5 separate regions of the Sus scrofa genome follow, and regions 1, 2, 3 and 4 are each linked to region 5. A link is a contact called in public Hi-C and HiChIP or PLAC-seq data. All regions are on one chromosome and are shown on one strand. The core of a region is the stretch at or near the end of the contact, and the rest is flanking DNA. Distances in the headings are between cores, read along the strand shown. Region 1 holds the start of GNL3 (guanine nucleotide-binding protein-like 3). Region 2 holds the start of ITIH1 (inter-alpha-trypsin inhibitor heavy chain 1). Region 3 holds the start of ACY1 (aminoacylase 1). Region 4 holds the start of PARP3 (poly [ADP-ribose] polymerase 3). Region 5 holds the start of GLYCTK (glycerate kinase).

Evidence for each region. Hi-C and Micro-C count contacts between places; a contact is called where the count stands out from the background. HiChIP or PLAC-seq counts read pairs in DNA pulled down with a chosen protein or histone mark.
Region 1: an H3K27ac HiChIP or PLAC-seq map of alveolar macrophages shows a contact between it and region 5. The contact joins the promoter of GNL3 here to the promoter of GLYCTK in region 5. A contact is called at or near these places in 1 of 5 promoter capture datasets (liver), 1 of 47 Hi-C or Micro-C datasets (liver) and 1 of 2 datasets of contacts at active chromatin or transcription factors (alveolar macrophages).
Region 2: a contact with region 5 is called in an H3K27ac HiChIP or PLAC-seq map of alveolar macrophages. The contact joins the promoter of ITIH1 here to the promoter of GLYCTK in region 5. A contact is called at or near these places in 1 of 47 Hi-C or Micro-C datasets (liver) and 1 of 2 datasets of contacts at active chromatin or transcription factors (alveolar macrophages).
Region 3: a contact with region 5 is called in a Hi-C map of liver, with 2.4 times the contacts expected there. The contact joins the promoter of ACY1 here to the promoter of GLYCTK in region 5. A contact is called at or near these places in 1 of 5 promoter capture datasets (liver), 2 of 47 Hi-C or Micro-C datasets (heart right ventricle and liver) and 1 of 2 datasets of contacts at active chromatin or transcription factors (alveolar macrophages).
Region 4: an H3K27ac HiChIP or PLAC-seq map of alveolar macrophages shows a contact between it and region 5. The contact joins the promoter of PARP3 here to the promoter of GLYCTK in region 5. A contact is called at or near these places in 1 of 47 Hi-C or Micro-C datasets (liver) and 1 of 2 datasets of contacts at active chromatin or transcription factors (alveolar macrophages).

The regions. Positions count from the first base shown.
Region 1 is chr13:34,818,899-34,821,598 of Sscrofa11.1, forward strand. GNL3 (guanine nucleotide-binding protein-like 3) reads left to right here and starts at 1,345. Exons shown (of 15, transcript XM_001928454.5): 1 at 1,345-1,814. The coding sequence starts at 1,802. PBRM1 (protein polybromo-1) reads right to left here and starts at 2,219. Exons shown (of 29, transcript XM_021068909.1): 1 at 1,437-2,219. The coding sequence starts at 2,054.
Region 2 is chr13:34,890,967-34,893,751 of Sscrofa11.1, forward strand. It overlaps ITIH1 (inter-alpha-trypsin inhibitor heavy chain 1), which reads left to right and starts at 1,373. Exons shown (of 21, transcript NM_213924.2): 1 at 1,373-1,512; 2 at 2,037-2,203; 3 at 2,591-2,695. The coding sequence starts at 1,399. It overlaps NEK4 (serine/threonine-protein kinase Nek4), which reads right to left. Exons shown (of 18, transcript XM_021068940.1): 2 at 2,488-2,584.
Region 3 is chr13:34,112,899-34,115,598 of Sscrofa11.1, forward strand. It overlaps ACY1 (aminoacylase 1), which reads left to right and starts at 1,296. Exons shown (of 15, transcript NM_213896.1): 1 at 1,296-1,343; 2 at 1,763-1,865; 3 at 2,540-2,604; 4 at 2,695-2,700. The coding sequence starts at 1,772.
Region 4 is chr13:34,075,155-34,077,854 of Sscrofa11.1, forward strand. It overlaps PARP3 (poly [ADP-ribose] polymerase 3), which reads left to right and starts at 1,340. Exons shown (of 10, transcript XM_013981755.2): 1 at 1,340-1,839; 2 at 2,185-2,310; 3 at 2,529-2,700. The coding sequence starts at 1,657. It overlaps RRP9 (U3 small nucleolar RNA-interacting protein 2), which reads right to left and starts at 271. Exons shown (of 15, transcript XM_003358455.4): 1 at 102-271. The coding sequence starts at 188.
Region 5 is chr13:34,432,145-34,434,844 of Sscrofa11.1, forward strand. It overlaps GLYCTK (glycerate kinase), which reads left to right and starts at 1,259. Exons shown (of 5, transcript XM_005669627.2): 1 at 1,259-1,441.

The DNA of each region.
Region 1 (2,700 bases), core at 95-2,594, 390 kb after region 5:
TTCTCCCAAGTTGACATTCTTTCACATGATGTTGGATGGCTTCATAGTAGTCTCTCATACATATACAACAATTTACTAATCTTGAAGATCTGGGAAGAATATTAATATGCGAGGTATTTTGTACACTTCCAAAGCCAAAGACAGTGGTCAAAGCACTTTTACTCATCCACATGCACATGTAACTGGTTTGACATATTTCTTCAAAAGATATCATCCAGGAGTTCCCATCATAGCTCAGTAATAACGAGCCCGGACTAGTATCCAAGAGGATGCAGGTTCAATCTCTCGCTCAGTGGGTTAACGATAGGGCATTTGCCGGGGGCTGTGGTGTAGGCTGCAGACCTGGCTCGGATCTGGCATTTCTGTGGCCAGAAGCTACAGCTCCAATTCAACCCCTAGCCTGGGAATCTCCATATGCTGTGGGTTCAGCCCTAAAAAGACGAAAAAAAAAAAAAAAAAAAAAGATATCATTCGATATTTCTTTGGATCTTAAAACATGGCCAATATACTAACAAGTTATAAAGCAGAAATTACTACGCTTTTGTATAGTCCAACTTGTTTCTGAATTACATTTGGGAAAAGAGCACACTACAAAATGGAAAAAAACAATACTTAGAAATCATTTTTGAGGAGTCCTAGCTTGTTGGAAAATAAGTTAATACAAACGCTTTATTCCAACATGTTTCTAAAATCATAGTAATAATTTCTATAACCACCATACCGTATATTTGTCTTTGTTTCTGAGGGTCCCCTCTAAATTTTTGCCAGTTTTTCTTCCCCCTTAAGTCACCAATATGTACCCTATAATAACAAAACCATGTTTCTCTCTCAGTAAAAAATTTTGAGACGGAAAAATATTAAAACTCAGAAGTTTACACAATTTTAAACCTTGATTATTTGTGGTGTTGCAGTTAAGTAACTCTATGCGGCCCCTACGATAAATACAAGTCCCACTGATAAAAAACAGTCTGAACACAGTTAGCCAGAAAGTGTTTTTAAAAAATTACTAGGAGGCTTTGCGCCCGAACCGCCAGGAAAAGACAAGAAAAAAAAGAGGCCTTGAACTGTGGAGAAAATGAAAGACTTTCCGACCTGTCACTGGTACGACCTGTCACTGCTACGGGGGACTAAGAGATACGTTGACAGCTTTGAAGCTGTCCGCGACAAGCGCTCGATCAGCCGCCGGGGGCGGGAAAGCGGGTCTCCGAGAGTTTCCGGGCCGCGGCGCGCCTTTGTCCCGGCCGGCAGGTGCGGCAAAGCTGCTGGGCCCGTCACGAAGCCTGCCGCCGTGCCCCGCCCCGCGCACCCGGCCGGACCGGCGCGTCCCCACGGCCGGGGCGGGGCCTCCGCCGCTGCTCCCGCCCGCCCGGGCCCACACAAAGGCCCGGCAGTCGGCCGAGAGGAAGCGGCCCCGCCCGCCCCGCGCCTGGCCTTACCCAGCCGCTCCGCCGCCTGCAGCCCCGGCCGCGGTCACCGACCGCCGCGCCCCGCCCCGTGGCCGCCACGGCTGCTGCTATTGCTCCTCCGGCCGCGGCCGCTGCCGTCGCTCCAGCACCCGCCGCCCTCACCGCCCTCACCCCTCCCGGTTCCGCCGCAAAACCAGCCCCGCGGCCGCCAAGCGATCCTGGCTCTGCGCGACACTGCGTGCGCGCGCACGCGCGCCGGCGGCGGTGCGCTTTACGGCAGCTGCGTGAGTGCGTGACGCTCACTAGTGGCCTTAATTCGCACGTGGCCCTTTCGGAGGCACATTGTGTCTGCGAGCGCTGGTGTAACTGCTGGCATTGCCTTTCCAGCTTCCAGTATGAAGCGGCCGAGTGAGTCGGGTCGTGGGGCGGGTGTAGAGGGACTTGATGGTCGATGAGCCTGTGCCGCTTGATCTGTGGAAATAAGGGTCTAGCGGGTAGGTTGTCTCCCTGGTCCATCCGAGGGTTGGAAGGCCCCACGTTGACCGCGGGCCCGTGGTACAGAAGGAAGGCTGAGTCCCAAGGATGAAGATCAGGGTAGGGTTTCTTGAGGCGTATTTCAGTGTCTGAGCCGGGTTTTGGGCCCAGCATTTTCCCTTCTACGGCCACGTTCGGTCCGGCCCTGGTAAGGTCTGAGAGTCGCCTCTCAAACCCAATGTTAGGTTTTCCTTTGTGATTTTGTTGTTTGACAAGAAGTAGCTGTCGTCTTGAGTCTTATACGCTCCTGTGTGTGATCCCAGTCTTATCTTGGAAAAGTGAGACCATGAAAGTTGGGCTCTATACCAGATCTATTAATTAGGTCACATTCTCTGGGACTTGGGTGGCCCATGTTTGTTTTTATCGGGGGCCCCACAGTTTTTTTTTTTTGTTTTGTTTTGTTTTTTTGTCTTTTAGTGCCGCACATGCGGCATACGGAAGTTCCCAGGATGGGGATGGAATCCGAGCTGCAGCTGCTGACCTACACCACATCTCATAGCAACACCAGATCTTGAACCCACTGAAGGAGGCCAGGGATCCAACCCATTTCCTCATAGGTACTAGTCGGGTTCCTTACTGCTGAGCCAGGACAGGAATTCCTCACAGGATACTTAAAATAGGTTTCAGAGGTAGTTAATTACTTAACAAAATAAATGGATAAATGGATATGACCCTAGAGCAAAGTCATCAAAAACTAAACAAATCGATCGTTTATGGATGAAATAGATTATAAAAAGTGATTTTAAAAAGTAATATCGGC
Region 2 (2,785 bases), core at 123-2,622, 460 kb after region 5:
TGCAGGAGATGATCTCTACCCTTTCCAGATTTCCACAGCTTCCTCAGGCTCCTCCTTAGCTTCTGACCACTCCTAGGATTCAATGGGCTTCCTTTGACTTGTCTGACTCCTTTTCCCAAGGCATCAGCCCACTGAACACTGGGAGGCAGTTGAGTTTCATCATTGTGGTGTCCTGATGCCTGGAAATGTGCCCAACCCAACACAAGCCTTGTGTGGATACTGGTGCAGGAAATCATCAGAACCCCCAACATACTGTTTCATGTTGATTCATCTCATCTTCCACAGAAAACAGTCCAGAAGGGCATTCTTGCTTGGGGATAATAAACACTTACCCAGAAGCTGCTCTGTGAGACAAAGTCCAGAACAAGCAAACAAGATCAAAGAAGCCTCTGGGCCCCCTGGCCATATCAGGGTCATGGCCACCAGTGCATCCCAACCAGGGCCATAGAGTGGATTGACCAAGGGTGGTGTCTGCCCAGTGTGCTGTGGCTTGTTGGGGACAGGGAGGGTTTAATGCATAAAACTTGAGAAATTGCAGGTACAAAATGGGTCTCTGAGAACTTTGACTGCTTCTTCTGTCCTCCTAACAAAGCAGAGGACATTTCTGTAATTAAGTGATAGACTTGGGCTTTGGGGTCTAAAAGATTTGGGTTTCAACACCTGCTCTTTCACTTGCTGTGGGACCAGTGTTCCAGGAACACCATGAGGATAAAATTAGATCATAAAGGGCTTAGAGCAATGCATGGCTCATATTGTGCCCTCCATCATGAAAGCATGGCCTTCAGCCTTATCTCCACTGTACCTGCCAAGCATCCCTACCCAGGAGGAACAATGAAGCTTACTTCTGCTCTTCTTTCCAAATCTGGCTGTCCTAAAGTATGTGCCACCCATTACGTATCCCCAGAACTGTTCAGACTCTCTCTGGCAGAACTATTAGAGTTGGTGCCAGAAACGAGGATATGGGCAGACACTCTCTAAGCCAGCATATCTGCTTCCCTGGACAACGTGTGACTTTCTGAAAAGTCTGTTGATGCTTAAAGAATTTGGGGAGAGGAACATCTAACGAAGTTGAGAAATTCTTATTAAACTGTGGCTTCTTGACACATGCCACAGTATCACTGTGTTGCCTCAGTGCCACAGACCCAGGATTAAATGGCCACCTGGGTCTTCACAATTCATGCCAGCTGAGTGCAGTTCTATTTCGAGGGGCACACTCTGAGTCTGGTCAGGAGTTTACACTGTTGGGAATCCCCCCAAGGAGAAAGCTATTACTGTCAAATTTTATCCCCCAAATGTAATATTTGCCTTTGCCTTGTCTAATGTTTAATCCATGTTTGTCCAGCATTTTATTGATTAATGGTCTGAGTGAAGTGATAAGGCAGCAAGAGGCTTGAGTCCATGGACGGCACCATGGGGCTGCAGGGGCTGCTCTGCCTGTGCCTGGCGTCCCACCTCGCCCTGCAGGCCATGCCCACTCAAGGTTCACCCACAGACAGTACCAAAGGCAACAAGGTATGTGAGTAAATCCCTGGGCCAGAAACAGGCAGCTGAGCCCAGATGGGGCCTCAGGGACCGGGGCTAAACTCACACGCCTCTACCTCCTCTGAATGGAGAGGTGACCTCCCAGCAGCATGGGGAAGGTGAGGTCGAGGGGTAGAGGACATAGGCCACATCCTGCTCCCATCCCTTAACAGGTAGGACCTGTTCCCCTGAGCGTTTGCACTCATACTTGCCCCTCCCGGTTTTGCTTTACAGAAGCAACAGGCTATGGACACAGTGAGTGAGAGTCTTGGCAAAAGGGTCTGTGGTGGGGCCCTTATTCCAGCCTGTTCTCCCTGTGCTTCAGGGCGTGCCCTGGGCAGACAGACGACAGACGCCTGTCTCCTGCAGATGGAGGCTTCCCCGCCTCCACCTCATGCCCCACAGCATGGTCTCAGGCATAGAGAGCGGCCCCTGTGTCTGAGATGGGTGCCGAGGCCTCTCATGGCTCAGAGGCTCCATCCCAGGCCACCTCTCTCACGTCTGTCTCACTTTAGGCCGTCAATGGTGTGGTCATTCGGAGTTTGAAAGTCAACTGCAAGGTCACCTCTCGCTTCGCCCACTACGTCGTCACCAGCCAAGTGGTCAACAACGCCAACAAAGCCAAGGAAGTGGCCTTCGATGTGGAAATCCCCAAGACAGCCTTCATCAGCGACTTTGCCATGTATGTGCTCTGATGGCTTTGCCAGTCCCAGCCCGCAGCCACAGCTCAGAGTGGTCAGAAAGCCCAGCCCATCCCCTCATCCCCAGGGGCCACAGACCACCCCAGACTGTGAGGCACGAAAAAGCCCTTTAGGTCTGCTCTGGGCTCCCATCTTGGAGAGCAAACTAGAGCCTCTGACAGGATATCTTCAGCCTAGGGCCCGAGGAGCAAAAGCAGGCATCCAAGGCTTCTTGTGGGACCCTGTGGCCATGGATGCCCACCTCCCTGTCGGGGGATGCACTCACCTAGACAGGGCCTCTTCAGGACCTGGGCTGGCGTCACCTCTAATAGGAAGGGTCTGCATGGCTGGGGAGGGGCACCTCCCTGAAGGCTTCTTCCTCCCTGTAGCACAGCAGATGAAAACACATTTGTGGGGGACATAAAGGACAAAGTGACTGCATGGAAGCAGTACCGGAAAGCAGCCATTTCAGGAGAGAATTCTGGCCTCGTCAGGTGAGTTCTGGACGCTGCAGTTTTGGTCCCTGGTATGCCCTCCCTGCCAGGTTGGATCTGAGCGCTGCAACTCCAGGCTGGGGGAAGGGA
Region 3 (2,700 bases), core at 46-2,545, 320 kb before region 5:
CACACTGTGGCACAGTGGGTTAAGGATCTGCTGTTGTTTCTGTGGCGGCACAGGTTCAGTCCCTGGCCCAGGAACTAACTTCCATATGCTGTGGGTGCAGCCATTAAAAAATGCCATTGAGACACATTTTGGGGTAGCCTGCCCTGGGCCCCCAAAATAGATTGTTTTGGAACCACCAAGCTTGCTTGCGCCTAGAAATGTATAGGTCAGCAGCCTAGACTTAAACCCCAGGAGGGCTGGATGAGCCCTTACCCTCCCCTCCCAGCCTGCCTCCTCTGTGCCCAGAGGTTGAAGTCTTCAACGCACCCCTCCCCAAGCTGATTCAGCCTCTGGAAATGTACAAAGGGCAGCTGGACACATTATAACTGTGTGCAACATGTGGGTGGCCAGTGGGACGCCTGTGCCTCTTATCTTCCCTCTCTGGTGGCTGCAGAAGTGCCAGAGAGCCTGGCCCAGGGTCAACCAAGAATGTGCCACATGTTTGCTTTTGTGCAGTTTCCCACCTCCCATTCTGTCACACAGTGTCACGATTACATCCTCTCACAGTGCCATCCTCTGTCACACCCAACCACCATCTCACATTGTCATACACAGTCCCCCACTGATACACACTTAGATTTGCCCACACAGTAGCACAATCATATACATGCCCATTTATCCTTCATTCCTGGCTTGCTGCCTGCTCTGTGCCCTGCCAGGGACAGAGTCCTGCGGGTACACGGGCCAGCCCCCTAAAGCTCACAGATATTAACCAATAATCCACCGCCTCTCCACACAGGAGGCAGAGGCAGTCAGGGAGGCGGCCCCTGAGTTGCTGAGGCGTGAAGAGGGGCGAGGTAGAAACTCGCGGAAAGGAGTTTTTGGCCAGCCCCAGCACGACTTTGCAGGGCTGCACCCCGAGAGCAAGAGGGCAGCTGCAAGGTTTCGGGTCAGTGCCGGCCCTCCTCCCTTCGGGCACTATCGGGAAGTAGCAGGGGACGAAACCAGCTGCCTAGGGCCAAAGGCGGGGCCTGTTGGGCAGGAGTGAGCCTGCGGGGGGAGGGCGAGGCGGAGCTGGCGGGGGTGGCAACTGCCACAGGGGCGGGCTCCTGAGTCTGATCCTCGGGTAACTGGCCCAGGCTGGAAACTGGGGCGGGCAGAGACGCCCGCGCTGAATGGGCCTTAGCGACTAGAGCGGCCCTGATTCGCAGTCTTCGGTCCCGCCCCGCTATTAGAGTCCGGCCACGTGGTGGGCGGACCTGGGCAATTCTGAGCCTAAGACCTCAAAAGACCCCGAATTCCACCGAGAGTCCCCAGGCGGGTGCTGAGAGGCAAGCGCGAGTTCGAGATCGGAAGAGAGCGAGGTGCGGCGCCCTGGACAGCGGTAGAGGGGTTCCCTAGATTGAAATCCAGGCTACCCGGATAATTTTTTTTGAGGGGGGCGGGTGGGAGTCAATATCTGGGTCCAAACCTGGCTCAGCTACTCTCTAGCTGTCTCTGAACCTCTTAGCTTTTACCCCTGTATCGTGGGCAGAGACACGAACTTCATGGAGCTCTTTAGGGGATTAAATAAGGAAATGTGTTTTGAAAGTGGCCAGCACAGCTCCAGAAAAAGAATGGGAGCGCTATGACGGCGGGTGGGGCTTCGAGACAGGGTGTCCTCTCCCTGTGGGACGATCGGGGTACCGCTCTGAGGAGGGGCTGCGTGCAGATGGAGTCCATTGGCCTCAGCGGCGGAGCAGGGTAGATAGCCGCTTGCTTTGCCCCCACCTCACCACGGCAGGGCAGCGCCATGGCCAGCAAGGGTCGCGAGGGCGAGCACCCATCCGTGACGCTCTTCCGTCAGTACCTGCGCATCCGCACCGTCCAGCCTGAGCCCGACTACGGTGAGAACGCGGCCTGTGGTGGGGCCTCAGGGGCGGGGGCTGTGCTCTAAACCGGGAGTCAACCTCTATCACCCACCTGAGCTAGATCTGCAGCCTCGAATGGCGTCTCCCCACCTCTCTAGCTATTCCCTAGGTCAACAGACTGCTCAGCAGCCCCTCCTGGCTGTGGAGGGAGTTTCCCTGGAGGCTGAGCTGCTCCAAAAGTTACTCCTGATGGTTAAATAAGGAACAGCTTCACCTCAATCCCCAGGACTTGGAGTGGAGGAGGGGAGGCTGGGGCAGCAAGGGAAGAAGAGGCTCCATGAAGCCTACTGGGGCTGAACAGAGGCCATGGCCCTTAAGGAATCAAGCTTGATGGCTGGGAACTGTGTACCTGGGCCCAATCCATATCCCCTGGTCTGTGATTTACCAGCTGGGAGGCAGTGTGAGCCTCATGTCTCTGAGCTAATTTCCCCATCTTTAAGGAAGGTGACGATGACACCTGCTTTTCACCCTGGACTTCCCATCTGGCCTTCCACAAAGGGTCTTCTTCCTTGGGGACAGAATGCAAATGTCTCTGAGGGATGTGGAATTGTGTTAAGCCAGGGGTCTGCTCCTCTCTCTGGATGTGCCACCAGTTATGCCTGGGAGGTGTGGGGAGACAGAAGAAGCAGTGAGGCTCTCTGTGTCCCCAGGGGCTGCTGTGGCCTTCCTTGAGGAGAGAGCCCGCCAGCTGGGCCTGGGCTGTCAGAAAGTGGAGGTGAGCCTGCGGCCCTGCGTGGAGAGCGGAGTCGGGCCCTGGGCAGCTCCTCACCCTGCACTGACCACCTCTCCTCCTGGCCCTCTCCAGGTGGTA
Region 4 (2,700 bases), core at 90-2,589, 360 kb before region 5:
ACGAAGCTGACTCCAGGTGGAGTCCCACCGGGTCCCCAGGATGGGATGATGGTGGTCCCTGTAGCGGGATTGACCTCCGCCCGCCAAAGCGCCACGCCCACCTTTCGCCGCCGCTTGCCGGCCCCCGCACCAGCCCCGGCTCCTGAGGCTGACTTTCCCCGCTTTCGAGCCGCCACGGTCGCCGACATGTCGCCCACTATGCCTTGCAGCTAACACCGAGGAACTCACGTGGCGGCTAAACCCGGGCGTCCGCAAGACTCCACACGCGGATAGGCTACCACTGCTCGGTGGGCCCCGCCTCCCACGGCTCCGCTGGGTCCTTCGATTGGTTCTGTCACGCCTCCAAGCTCCCATTGGATGAACTCCTATAGCCAAGCCTCCTAGGGCTCCCATAGGCTCCCACGCCAGGCTCCTGTAGGAAGCAAGCCTCTCCTGGGCGTTTCCGGCCCAAGGCTACGGCGCGTGCGCCCTGCTGCTGGCTGACGTCTAAGGAGTGGTCGGACCCAGACGCCTTCTCAGTGTTTGCACCTCTTGGACAGTAGGGGGCGCCAGAGATACGGGGTTCTTTTTCCTGGAGTGTGACTCCTCCCTGTCAGGGGCGGGTGCCAGAGTGAACCAGTCTGGCACTAAATAACCGGGGGGGAGGGATACAGGTAGCTCCGGGGTGAGCGAAGCAGTGACTGCACCTGGGCCCAAGGCCCGTAGACAACCGGTGGAGACATATTGCATGCCTCAGGCCAGATGAGCAGCGCTAAGGGCGCACCAGACCCCTGGGCCTTGGCTGTGTCTGATCAAGTGTCCACCCATCCATGGGACAGGCTGCCCTCGTCCTGCCCAGCCTCTGACTCACCCGACCGGGGGCCAAATAGCTGGAATCCTACTCATCCCAAGTTCTTTCTCTGCTTCACTAAAGCTTACAGAGGGTTGCTGGGACCAGCACTGTCTGGGAGGTACCCACCCAGTGGCAGCCACCTTTCCCAGGTCCCTGCTTCTCTTAGGTGAGTGCCCTATGGCCGTGCCCACAGCCTTCCCCAGGGCAGGGCAGGGCAGGTTGAATGTGACTGGCTCTTGCTCTCTGGCAGTTCGAAGCCGTGGTCCAGCACTGACTGGTACCTCAGAACTCTTGAGCCTGCTGGGAGGGTTTCTGCACCACTACGTTCCAAGCTCTGGAGGGACAGATCTGGCCTCAGGAGTGCTGCCCCCAGGAGCCACTGCCCACTCTCCTCCATAGCTGGATGACTCAGCCCAGCAACCCTGCCAGGCCCAAGTTAGCTGAGAGGGGGGAGGAACAGAGTGCTGGGGGGGGGGAGGAGCCCAAAGGTTGGAGTGGGGAGATTCTTGTTTCACTTTCCTTTCACCTCAGGACACACGGGAGAGCTAGAGAGGGTGGAGAGCTCCTCTTCCTTGACCAGACTGGGCAGCCCGGTCACGGGACTGGCCTGGTCTCTGTGACTGGAAAAAGGGGCGTTTCTAGGGTGCAGAGAGCTAGTTTTGGTTGGATGTGGGAGTGGGGAAATTGAGGCACAGGGGGCGGGGGCAAGCAGTGGGAGATCACCAAAGGGCAAACTCAGGGTGGGGCAAGCTGGTGCTATTCCAGCTAGGTGGGGTGCAAAGGCCACAGAGGACTGAGGGCCCTCTCTGTGTCCCGGAATAGCCATGGCTCCAAAGCGCAAGCCTGGGGTGCAACGTGAGGGCCCTGAGAAGAAGAAGGGGAGGCAGGGGGCAGAAGAGGAGGACAGTTTCCGCTCCACTGCTGAGGCCCTCAGAGCTGCACCCACAGAGAAGCGCATCATCCGAGTGGACCCCCTGTGCCCACTCAGCCACAACCCCGGGACCAAGGTAAGCTGTAGTTCCTGGCCAGTCCCGGCACCTCCTCTCTCCTGTGTACAAATATATTCAGACCTCTCCCCTCCTGCTTGGTTCTGGCCATGTAACTCAAGGCTCTGAAAGGCTATATCCCATCAGATCTAGATGGGTCATGTCTACTCTTCAGACCCCAGGGCAGGCCCTTGAGCTTCTCAAGCCTCCCGCTACCACACTTAAGGCAATGTTCTTAGATAAGACATCTTCTGACACCCCAGTGTAGTCTGACCTCTGTCAGCATGCAGCCAGGTACCCCATCCCACTCGAGGGTGGCCTAAGCCAGCCTGACACCCCCACACACAACACTCTCTTGGGCCACAGGTGCATGAAGACTACGACTGCACCCTGAACCAGACCAACATCGGGAGTAACAACAACAAGTTCTACATCATCCAGCTGCTGGAAGAGGGTGACCGCTTCATCTGCTGGAACCGCTGGGGCCGTGTGGTGAGTGCCACCCGCCCAACCTGTGCCTGCCTCCTCCATACCTCTCCATGCTCAGTGCACACCCCTTGCCCCCTGGGGTCTCTACAGCTTACTCAGGCCCAAAGGCCACAGCTGCCCCCTCCCTACCTCTGTTGTCCACAGGGCTTGCACAACAGAGGCCAGCAAATACTGACGGTGGGCACTGGGGTGGGCACACCCCTGAAAGCTGTTACTTGCAGGGAGAGGTGGGCCAGTCGAAGCTCAGCCACTTCGTGTCACTGGAGGATGCAAAGAAAGACTTTGAGAAGAAATTTCGGGACAAGACTAAGAACAGCTGGGCAGAGAGGGAATACTTTGTGGCCCACCCCGGCAAGTACACACTTATTGATGTACAGAGAGAGGACAAGGTCC
Region 5 (2,700 bases), core at 9-2,508:
CTGTGAGCTGTGGTGTAGGTCACAGACGAGGCTTGGATCCCCATTGTTGCTGTGGCTCTTGCATAGGCTGGTGGCTACAGCTCCAATTCGACCCCTAGCCTGGGAGCCTCCATGTGCCACGGGAGCGGCCCAAGAAATGGCAAAAAGACTAAAAAGAAAAAGATAATATATCTCCTGCTAACAGTCTGATATAACAGCGCTGGCACAGTAAATGGTGTCTGTTTATGAGAGTCTGGGACTAAATAATGAGAGGATGCTCAAATTTACACCCCCTCTTCTGGCCCCCAGCACTGTCGGAATGTAATTACAAAAGCAGAAATTTCTCAACTAAGAGTACCACTTCTTACTCATCCCAGCAGCTAGACAGAGCGTTTGGTCCACCTAGAAGGCACTCAGGAAACGTCTCTTGAGTGTTGGAGGAATGAATAAAAGCATTTCTCCCGAAGAAAACATTAGTAACAACAATGTACCCTTCTGCACCTTTTTTTTTTTTTTTTTTTTTTTAAGGTCCACACCGGGGCATATGGAGGTTCCCAGGCTAGGGGTTGAATTGGAGCTGTAGCGGTGGGCCTATGCCACAGCCACAGCAAAGCGGGATCTTTAACCCACGGAGTGAGGCCGGGGATGGAACCTGCGTCCTCGTTGATACTAGTCCGTTAGCTATAGCTGAGCCACTAGGGGAACTCCAGGAATTGTCTTTTTGTATAAGGGAAGGTAACAAGCCAGGCTCAGGGTGAGAGCGGGGACTCCGTGGGAGGCCTAAGATCTTTCGTGTTTACACACTGCCTGTGTGTTCGAGAACCACGAAGCAGAACTCTCTTGCTGAGTTGGAGCTGTGATTTGGTCGCCCAAGGGAGAAAGGGTAACCGGAGAATTGTGGAATAACAGCGGTGAGGGGAAAGGATGACTTAATATGGCGCCAGAGTGGATGGGTTGTGTAGAGTGATTTTTCCTCCCGCTTGATTAGTCCAGTGCCTGGCACCTAACAGTAGGTCGGAATGATTTGAGACTGATGGGATAATACAGAATAAAGGAGGGGGACGGATTACAGCAGTCGGTGAAGCGGGGATTATTATTCCACTGTGGAGATGAAGACACTGAACCCTGAAAGTGCCTTCAGCCGGGGATGTAGTCGGTCAATGATGAGCCAAAACCCCGATCCAAGATGCCAGTCCGGATCCTCCAGCAGCTCTCCCTAGAAGTCCCAGCCCCGCCCCACGCACTAAAAGTTCCGGATTCCGCCCCGCCCCCTTGGGGGACTTCCGGTCACGAAAGGTGGGATCCGCGGCCTGGAGCTGTGGGGCAGTAAAGTCCGCACCGCCAGGGCCACCGGGTACCTTGGGCTTGGTGACGGCGGTTGCTGCCCTTTATTTCTCGGGTCACTACTGGACGTTACGCGGCAGCCATTTCCTTCGTGTTGGCCTGAGGCCTCGGCCCCAGGGTAACGTCATTTCCGGGGCTGGGCGGACAGGCGAAGGAGGAAAGGGCTCCAGCCCCGCTTGGTGGGGGGAGGACTCGAGGCGGGTCTGCTCAGTATTTCCGGGTTTTGCGCAGGATCGCTGGGGGTTTTAGGAGAGGCGTTGTCACGAGTTGAGTTGCTGGGTTTTGCAAATAAAAAGGCAGGGCGTGTAATTAAATTCGAATTTCAGGTGAACAACAGATAAGTTTTTAAGGGTTCCTTTGTGGCTCAGCGGGTTAAGGATCTGGGCGTTGCCCCTTGCAGCGGCTCTAGTCGCTGCTGTGGCGTGGGTTCCACCCTTGGCCCGGGAATTTTCACATGCTCCTGTTGCGGCCAAAAAAAAAAAAAAAGGAGTTCCGGTGGTGGCTAAGCTAGTATCCCTGAGGACGCAGGTTGGATCCCTGGCCTCACTCAGTGGATTAAGGATCCCGAGTTGCTGGGAGCTGTGGCAAAGATTGCAGACGCAGCTCGGAGAATTTGGCATTGCTGTGACAATTGGTGTAGGGTGGCAGTTACAGCTCCGATTGGATCTCTCGCCTGGGAACTTCAGTACGCGGTGGGTGGGGCCCTAAAAAGACAAATAATAATAATAAAATTTTTTTAGTATAGGTATGTCCCCAACATGGTATGGAGGTTCTTACATTTAACAAACTACTTGTTTATCTGAAATTCAAATTTAACTGAGTGACTTGTACTTTATCTGGCTACCTTAGTCTTGGGCGCCCCCTGCCCTGGGCTGGGATCCTCTAGGCCCCTATCCATCAGAGAAACTGGTACAAAGTTCACCCAGGCTGAAAAATCAACTATTGCTACATGCCAAAGGGCTTTTACCTCTAATTCTAATGGCCCAGCCCCAGAGGTCCTAGGCCACAGCTGAGCCCATTTTGGATCCCTTTGTGTTGCCTTTCACAGCTGATCTGGGGCATGCTTGGTTCTCTTCCGGGAAAGCTGAGTTTCATGTAGACTAAATGGCTGAAGGCTAGAAGTTGCCAGGTTTTTTTGCTTTTTGTTTTTTCCTTCCTCCCTCCCCTCCCTCCTTCCCTGGCCATAGATTGAATATGCTGCAGCTGTGGCGATGCAGGATCCTTTACTGCACCAGGCCAGGATCGAACCTGCCTGTATGAGCAACCAGAGCTGCTGCAGTCAGATTCAGCAGGTTAAGGATCCAGGCGTTGCCACTTGCAGGGGCTCTAGTTGTGGCTGTGGCGTGGATTCCATCTCTGGCCCAGGAATTTCCTCAT